3 separate regions of the Sus scrofa genome follow, and regions 1 and 2 are each linked to region 3. The links are chromatin contacts, called in public Hi-C and targeted proximity ligation maps. All regions are on one chromosome and are shown on one strand. The core of a region is the stretch at or near the end of the contact, and the rest is flanking DNA. Distances in the headings are between cores, read along the strand shown. Region 1 has its middle 260 kb from the start of FAM84B. Region 2 has its middle 220 kb from the start of FAM84B. Region 3 has its middle 360 kb from the start of MYC.

What was found. Hi-C and Micro-C count contacts between places; a contact is called where the count stands out from the background.
Region 1: a contact with region 3 is called in a targeted proximity ligation map of skeletal muscle, with 4 times the contacts expected there. A contact is called at or near these places in 1 of 47 Hi-C or Micro-C datasets (embryonic fibroblasts) and 1 of 2 datasets of targeted methods (skeletal muscle).
Region 2: a contact with region 3 is called in a Hi-C map of embryonic fibroblasts, with 2.9 times the contacts expected there. A contact is called at or near these places in 3 of 47 Hi-C or Micro-C datasets (adipocytes, embryonic fibroblasts and fibroblasts).

Annotation. Positions count from the first base shown.
Region 1 is chr4:13,182,050-13,184,749 of Sscrofa11.1, reverse strand. No RefSeq gene overlaps it. Among named protein-coding and RNA genes, the nearest start is that of FAM84B, 260 kb to the left of the region's middle.
Region 2 is chr4:13,222,848-13,225,547 of Sscrofa11.1, reverse strand. No RefSeq gene overlaps it. Among named protein-coding and RNA genes, the nearest start is that of FAM84B, 220 kb to the left of the region's middle.
Region 3 is chr4:12,098,755-12,101,454 of Sscrofa11.1, reverse strand. No RefSeq gene overlaps it. Among named protein-coding and RNA genes, the nearest start is that of MYC, 360 kb to the left of the region's middle.

The sequences.
Region 1 (2,700 bases), core at 35-2,534, 1.1 Mb before region 3:
GGATAAGGACGTGGTCTTAAGGCCTGTTTGGAGGTAAAGTACTGATTTTTATTCAGAGCTATAAGTAAGCAAAAGCATAATTTGCGCCCCTAGATGTAACGCTTGTGAAGTTTTGCAAGAATCAGCTTTTTTAAAATATAAACTGCACGATTTTGACTTTGAATTTGCCTGATCTATTTTAATGACCAAGTAATCAAGGATTTGTTGGCTGACCCTTCAAATTAATTTGACAACTGGTGTCAGTAATGCCCCCTCCCACACAGGGCTTTTGTGAGAATTAACTGTGATCATTCTTAGGAACCCAGGAGAAGGGGCTGGAAACCGTGGAACTTAATTATTTCCCTTCCCCTTTTCCTCTCCTTCTACCAGGCTACTTAAAAGCACAAGGCGTCTCAGATGCATTTTTGTATCCCAGTGTTTGTCACAGTGTAAGAAAGTAGGAGGGAAGAAGGGAAGAGGGAAGTGAGAAGAGGAAGGAAGGAGGAGAGGAAAAAGGGAGAGAGAGAGGGAGGAAGGGCTGGAGGAAGGAAGACACAACAGTCCATAGCAAATTTGGCGGTCCCCTGTCCTCGGTGCAGTTCCTCCTATGGCCACATGATGGCGGCATGAGCCTGGCAGCGCCCCTGCGCTCTCAAGTCTGCCACTTTTCAATGGAGCCTGGGCGTGTTTGTGTTTGTGCCTGCGAGTCAAAGTTACGCCCAGCCTCAGCAGTCTCAGCTGAGCTGTAATGCAGGTCGACACAAACATCTTCAAGGGGTTCACGGTCTTTCTTTCTAGAAAAATCCCAATAGGAATTTGATAGTAAAAAGGACCTTGTGGTCGTTTTAAAACGAGGAGGTTTTCCTCAATACACAGCATCTGCTCCGCTGGGTTTGCAATCTGTGTGCAGGTACTGCAGTTAATGAGACACCGGCTCGCTGCTCCCAGGGCCCGGCTGGAGCAGTCAGCTGGTAGAATGATGGGAACTGCAGTCAGCAGCTCTGCACCAACACGCCCGGGGATGGAAAATGTGATTTGTGACACAGCAGCTTGGGAATAATAATGAAAACATAATTGCTCCAGGCGGATTGCTCTGTCTTTCAATTGCAAAGCTGCTCCACTTCATATGAGAGAAACTGTAGTTCTTAGCTTTTGTTTCTCTAGGATAACCAGAGGCACACCCAGCAACCGTTCTTCTGCCCCCGGTTACTTAGATGTTTATTTGAACCCCAGTGAAAGGCTGTCCCCTAAACAGAAGGAATCTGCCTCAGCTCCAGGCTCTTTGTGGCAGCTGTCTATTCAAGCAGAACCACCCAAGTCATGGATGTGGCTTTCAAACATGTCCATCCCTTCCTCTGCTACCAGCACATGCTGTTGTACTGTTCCTTTCTTTCTTCCTTTCTTTCTCTTTCTTTCTTTCTTTTTCTTTCTTCCTTCCTTCCTTCCTCCTTTCCTTTCCTTTCCTTTCCTTTCCTTTCCTTTCCTTCCTTTTTTGCCTTTTGAAGAAAAAAAAAAGTCCTTGCATATGTACTTCCTTTTATAGTTTACACACATTTCTCGTTCTTCATCACAACCCAGGAAGGAGGCAGAGGTTATCAGCGTGATCTTGCAGACAAGGACACCAAGAATCAGAAAGATGCAGTGATGTGTCTGGAATCTCCATTCCCCAGCTCAGGGGTGAAGAAAGGAGGAGTCCAAGGTGTGTAGCCTGGGTTTGAGTCCCCTTCAGCCACTCTAAGTTACCTGACATCTCTGAGGTTCAAGGTCCTAGTCTGTGAAAGGAAGAAAAAGATGCCAGCTGCTTGGGAATGGGGGAGGACCAGATGAGATGGTGCCCCGAACACCTGCTGTGGTGGTGTTGGGGGGGGTGAGTGGAAGGCTGAGTGTGAGGCACCTTTTTACACTCTTTCCCACCCTCCCGGCCCCGTATTCTGTGCACTGTTCCATGCAGTTCCAACAGCCTGTGTGCCAGGGGAGGTGGAGCAGCTAATCCTCCTTCCCCAGGCTTCTCTGGCTCACTGTACAACTTTGCTTGGCTTCTAAGGATGAACTGTTCGAGAGGTTAAGGTTGGAGGGGCCACTCCTGACCCAAAGGGAGCTGGCACTGTTGGATAAACGTTTCCCCTTCTCATTCTCCCAGGTGAATGGTTCTGAGACATATTTCACTCCCAGTCAGTCACTCCCAGTCATGCCCGAACTGATGCTCACGTTTCTTCCTTCCTATTTTACTCACTGGTGCTTCACTCATGGTCTTGGGATTGCTTCCAAAATAAACTACCTTGGTACAGGCTCTACCTCAGGCTCTTCATTTGGGAACTAAGGCTGGCACAAAGTGGGAGAGAAGCCAGGTCCCTGACACTGGGGTCAGGAGTCCATTTACCTAGGCGCGCACACACACACACACACACACACACACACACACACACACCCTGCTCCATATCTAGAGCGAACAGATGGAACAAGGGGTAAATTTGATGAGCTCTAAAGGATTTCCGGAGCATCTCATAAGTTGGTGGTCCCCACAGGGCAGGAGTATGCTTGCTGGGTCCCTAAAGGACCTGAGTTCCTGTGCATTAACGGACATTAGTATCCAACCCCAGATGCCCCGGCTGTAGCAACCACCTCAGTCCTGGAATCAGCATCAGGTGGAGCCCCAAGCTGTCTCCATGATGTGATTTAAGGGCTCCATTAGGCTCTGTGATGCAGATATATTTTATGAGT
Region 2 (2,700 bases), core at 113-2,612, 1.1 Mb before region 3:
GGGTAGATTGTTCTGTATATGTCAATTAGATTTTACTGTTTGGTTGTATTGCTCCATTCTATAACTTTGCTGATTTTCTGTCTGGTAGTTCTGTTACTTTCTATGAGTAAAGTGTTAAGAGTCCTCAACTACAGTTCTTCTTTCAGCTTTATGAGTTTTTGTTTTATATGTTTTGAGGGTTTGTTCTTTAGTGCATATATATTTAGGATTACTATTTTCCTGTAGATTGTTTTATCATCATGTGATGCCCCAACCATATATATTACTTTATTATATATACATGTATATCACACATATGTATATGCTCTATTATTCATGTGTATGAGTACAATTGAAAGATAATGGATTATATAGTAATGTTAGTATACAATCCATTGTCTTTTGGTATTACTCTGTTTTCTTTCTTTTTCTTTTTTTTTGTTATCTTTTTGTGATTTCTTGGGCTGCCCCCGTGGCATTTGGAGGTTCCCAGGCTAGGCGTCTAATCGGAGCTGTAGCTGCCGGCCTACACCAGAGCCACAGCTACGCAGGATCTGAGCCACGTCTGTGACCTACACCACAGCTCACGACAATGCTGGATCCTTAACCCACTGAGCAAGGCCAGGGATCGAACCTGCAACCTCATGCTTCCTAGTTGGCTTCGTTTCCTCTTTGCCACAACAGGAGCTCCCTGATCTCTTCTTTCTTATTGTTGCCCTCCGTCCTTTCTGGCTTCTTTATTCCTCATCCCTCCTCTCCTCAGTCTCAGTGTTCACAGTAGGCATAAACTTCACTGTAGCACATACGCCACTGTGTCGTAATCCCCTGTTTATGTGGCTCTCTCCACCTTGTTCCTGATGAGTTCCTCAAGGTCGGTGACTGCACCTTATTTATCTTTGTGAATGTGGTGTTGAAAAGCTCTGAGAGCTGATCAGTACGTTCTGATAGCATTTCGGTCTCATTACATGTAACCATAGAGGTGGTCATTGCTCCCGGTCAGCTATTCCTTTTGAGTACGAAATGTCCTAGTTTCAGAGGCAATTAAGCTTTCCTTTTGAATGATGCACTCTTTTAATTGGCTGATGGACAAAAATATGATCAGGGAATCCTAGTCAAGCATGTAGACCTCTGGATTCAGCAGGAAATGTGAGCATCGGGGCCCTCCACAGTCTCTGAACCTCTTTTTGATTTGCTTTTCGGAAGAGGCTCTATGGGGTGAAATCATGGCTGTGGTGCAAGCAGTCAGGATGAGAACTGCTGGCTCATTGGAATGGCTCCCCCCACCCACCCCGAATCCACAAGTGGCAAGACCAACAGCTGTGCTACACCGCTGCCTGCATCTTTCAAGACTTTACTGACTGCTTCCAGGGTTCCCTGGCCTATGAATCATCCCTCTCCTGTTACTCATCGCTTACGAGCCTCACAAGCGATACTGACATTGTTTGAATCCAGGCATCCTGAATCAGAAAGTGTCCCCAAACCCCAGACTCCCTACGCTGCTCCGTGGGGGCTAGAAATCTTCTCCTATCTTACTCCACAAAGGAAGTGATATTCTCCCAGGAGCACCAGTCCCGGCCACCCTGGCCGCTGATAACAAGCCTCCTGTCATCCACGGGCTAAGGCCCCTCCCACCTCCTTTCTTACTTTTTAGTAACAGCAGCAGCTGCCTCAAGTCATACAGTTTCTTCTTGTTACTCTTGATCTTTCTTTCTTCAAAAAAAAGGTTAACAGAGTCTTTACCTTCCTCAGACTGCTTTCCCAATGTGAGGCCAAGAGATTAAATTGTCCCCCCTGGGGGGGGGGGTGAGACTCGGACCCACCAGCTGTGGCTGCTGGCTTCCCCTGATTGTCAGTGACTTCATTGAAAACCTATGTGTGATCTTTCAACATGTCCACAAGTGGACGGAGGAAAAAAAACTCGCTGCTGGAAAAAAATTTCCTGATGTGTCACTAAGTGCATACACATGATGAAACGGGAGCTCAGGACAGTCATTTCAAATGACTCCCTGGCCTCTCTGTCTTCCTGTCTTCGGAGTTTAGCAGCCAGATTCCAGAGCTTTGCCACACAGAGAGTCGAGTCTTTGAGCTGGGCAAGCAGGGGGTTCTGGAGGGAAGCAGGAAGTGTGAGCAAGGCCTGGTCACCCACTCAAGGCCCATGTCAGTGCCTTGGGCAGTTCAGTCACAGAGTTCCTAGGAGTCAGAGAGCACTCTCAGCCTGTTCAGGCATCCTTTTAGCAAATAAACACTGGGATAGGTCCTACAGATGGAGTGGCTTCTCTCAGGGCACTTACAGTCTAGTGGGGGAGTGGGATATTGCCCAAGTAAATATGACTGAAATGTAGGAGGCTTGGCCGCAGTGGGAAATAAAAGGGGATGACTTACTTTGTCTGGGGTGGAGGAGAGCCACAAGCCTCTGAGCAGAAGCTGGCCCTGCAGTTAAATTTAGCACGTTCCCTCATTCACTCAGCATTATTGAGTTTTTACAAAGCCAGTCACTATGTTATGTGTTATGAATACAAATATAAATGAGACATGGCACCTACCCTCCCAGCCTTTCCATGGTGGAGAGATACGTAAATATTCAATTTATATATATATATATATATATATATATATATATAGTCTTTTTAGCACCGCACCCAGGGCATATGGAGGTTCCTAGCCTAGGGATCAGATCAGAGCTGCAGCTACCAGCTTATGCCACAGCCACAGCAATGTGGG
Region 3 (2,700 bases), core at 80-2,579:
CAGTCAGCATTCAATTTAAGTTAGGTAATTTTATTTTCTAGAACCTGCGTATCCCTGACTCTTACACACAGCAGGATGCACGCAACGCCATTCTTCTCTGTAGCTGATGGCACATGGCTTGTGAGGCCTTCCTTTTTTTTTTTTTTTTTTTTTTGTCTTTTTGCCTTTTCTAGGGCTGCTCCCGTGGCATGTGGAGGTTCCCAGGCTAGGGGTCTAATCGGAGCTACAGCTGCCGGCCTACCCAGAGCCACAACAATGAGGGATCCGAGCCGCGTCTGTGACCTACACCACAGCTCACGGCAACGCCAGACCCGTAACCTATTGAGCAAGGCCGGGGATCGAACCTGCAACCTCATGGTTTCTAGTCAGATTTGTTAACCACTGTGCCACGAAGGGAACTCCAGAGGCCTTCCTTTTTTCTGGATGGGTTTTAGAAGTGGACAGGAGGAGGATGTGGTCTGTACACAGTTACTCAGAAGGCTCTGCCAACTATGAGTTCTTTGCTGGCTGGAGCACTCGGCTCTGAAACATGCTGCAAGATCGAAATGGGCTTTTGGGGCTGAGTTATGCTCTCAGTTACACTCGTGTGACAAAGATTGCTATCTTGACTCTTCAAGCCAAGGAGGGAGGGGTCTATGTGGGCAGGGGGCAGAACGGGGAATTAGATGTCCTTAGACGTGGCTCTTAGAGTTCTTCAGAAATAAGAGGTTATAGCCGGGTTTTGCTGGGGGGTCAAGGTGGGCGGAATGAGCTCATAAGCCAAGTACAAACCCAGACAAGGAGGAAGTGAATTCACATTCTTGCTTTCTACTAAGGCAAGAAAAACAAAACAAAACAAAACCCACCGACCTGTTCCCAAGAGCTCATTTTCCATCTCTGCTGGGCTCATCAGAGTGCAGCGCGAGTCTGCACAGAGGCCTTGGTGGGAGAGGGCTGGTGAAAGCTCACCTTTGGAGCCCCTGCCTTTTTTATATGAAACATGCCCCGGACTCTCCTGAGGGCCCCGCTTATGGTGGATGCAGCCTGCTGGGCCACAGAGGGAAACTGCAGGGGGTGTCCAAGTTCACATGGCCCACATTCCAGGGGAATGTTTTTGACATTGAGCAATAGAAGGGCTCTGCCAGGTTTGGGTCTGTCCGATTGGAATGCAACCGAAAAGGAAAGTCCCGGAGTGATTCAGATTCTCACCTCCCCACAACCTCTTCTTGTTTTTTTTTAATTCCTTTTAATTCTCTGATGACGAACTCAGCCCAGCACGCCTACTGACCCCATAGCCCTTGTTGGTGCTGATAAAAGTGCAACTGCCTGGGAGATAGGAATGTAAATCAGAATATTTTGTTGAGTCATGTGTACTCTGCGGCTCTTTCCCAAACATTGCATCAGACCCGTAATTGGCAGCTCCCAGGACTCTGCTGGGTGACATTGAATGTCCAGGAAAAGCTCAGTCCGTTTCTCGACAAAATGTACTCTCACTCACTCCATCTGCCTGGTGGTAATATCCTGTTCTTAAGAAAGCCGAACCCCTGGACGGAGCAGAGGCACAAACCGGTTTTGTAGATAAGTTTGAAAAATAAGACAATTGGCCTTTCCCACCCACTCGGGTCTCTTAGCAACAAGACAGCTGATGGTATCCACCCGGGGGGAATAAAGGCACAGAACATGTGGGGGAGCCTGTCTGAATTCCTGCCCGCCGTCTGATTTATTGAAATCTTCCTGCATTCTTGGGTGTGGAGACCCAGGAGCCACGTCATAAGAGCTTTCCCCTGACCTTCTCATGACCCCCGCAAATGAGCAGATAGAGGAAAAATCTCAGCATGGAATGGACATTTTTCCTCTGTGAGAATCTGCTTTATCTGAGGGGGCCATTTCCTTTGATCTGGGGAGTCACCATTTGAAAACTTGAATGTGTTTCTAGAGGGAGGCAGGCTGGGATGGGACTCTGGAGAGAGCATCAGACTTGGGATGGGGGGGGATGTCTGATGTCCCCGGTGCTCTCTCCCTGTGGGACCCCAGGCAGGAAACCCCTGTGCTCTCCCCTCCACCCAGCACTGGCGTTCTCAACTGCAAAGTAAGGATGCTGCATTGGATGCCTTTCAGCACTGAATCGGCGATGAGTGTCTCTGTGTGTGTGAGTGTGTGCATTTATATCAACTTTCTATTCTAACATGTGAGAATTACTGAGTGGTAGAGCAAGGCCGTGAGGCCAGATCTGGCAAAGTCGGAAGCCTGTATCCATAACCACTGTGCTCTCCTCGGGCTGTGCCCACAGAGGAGCCACAGCATGGGTATCTTATGTTGTATCTGGGGATTTTTTTTTATCGATATCTATGAGTCCATGGGAGTTGAGTAGACCTGGGATGTTGCAGAGGATTTAGGCTTTAAGTCAGAGGGATCTGGGTTCATATTCTTGGTCTGCCTCTTAATATTCATATGGCCTTGGGATGCTCAACTATGACATGGGAATAACAAATCCTATGTGTTGGAGTTCCCGTCGTGGCTCAATGGTTAATGAATCCAACTAGGAACCATGAGGTTGCGGGTTTGACCCTTGGCCTCAATCAGTGGGTTAAGGATCTGGCATTGCCGTGAGCTGTGGTGTAGGTGGCAGACATGGATCAGATCCTGTGCTGCTGTGGCTGTGGCGTAGGCCGGTGGCAATAGCTCTGATTAGACCCCTAGCCTGAGAACCTCTATATGCCA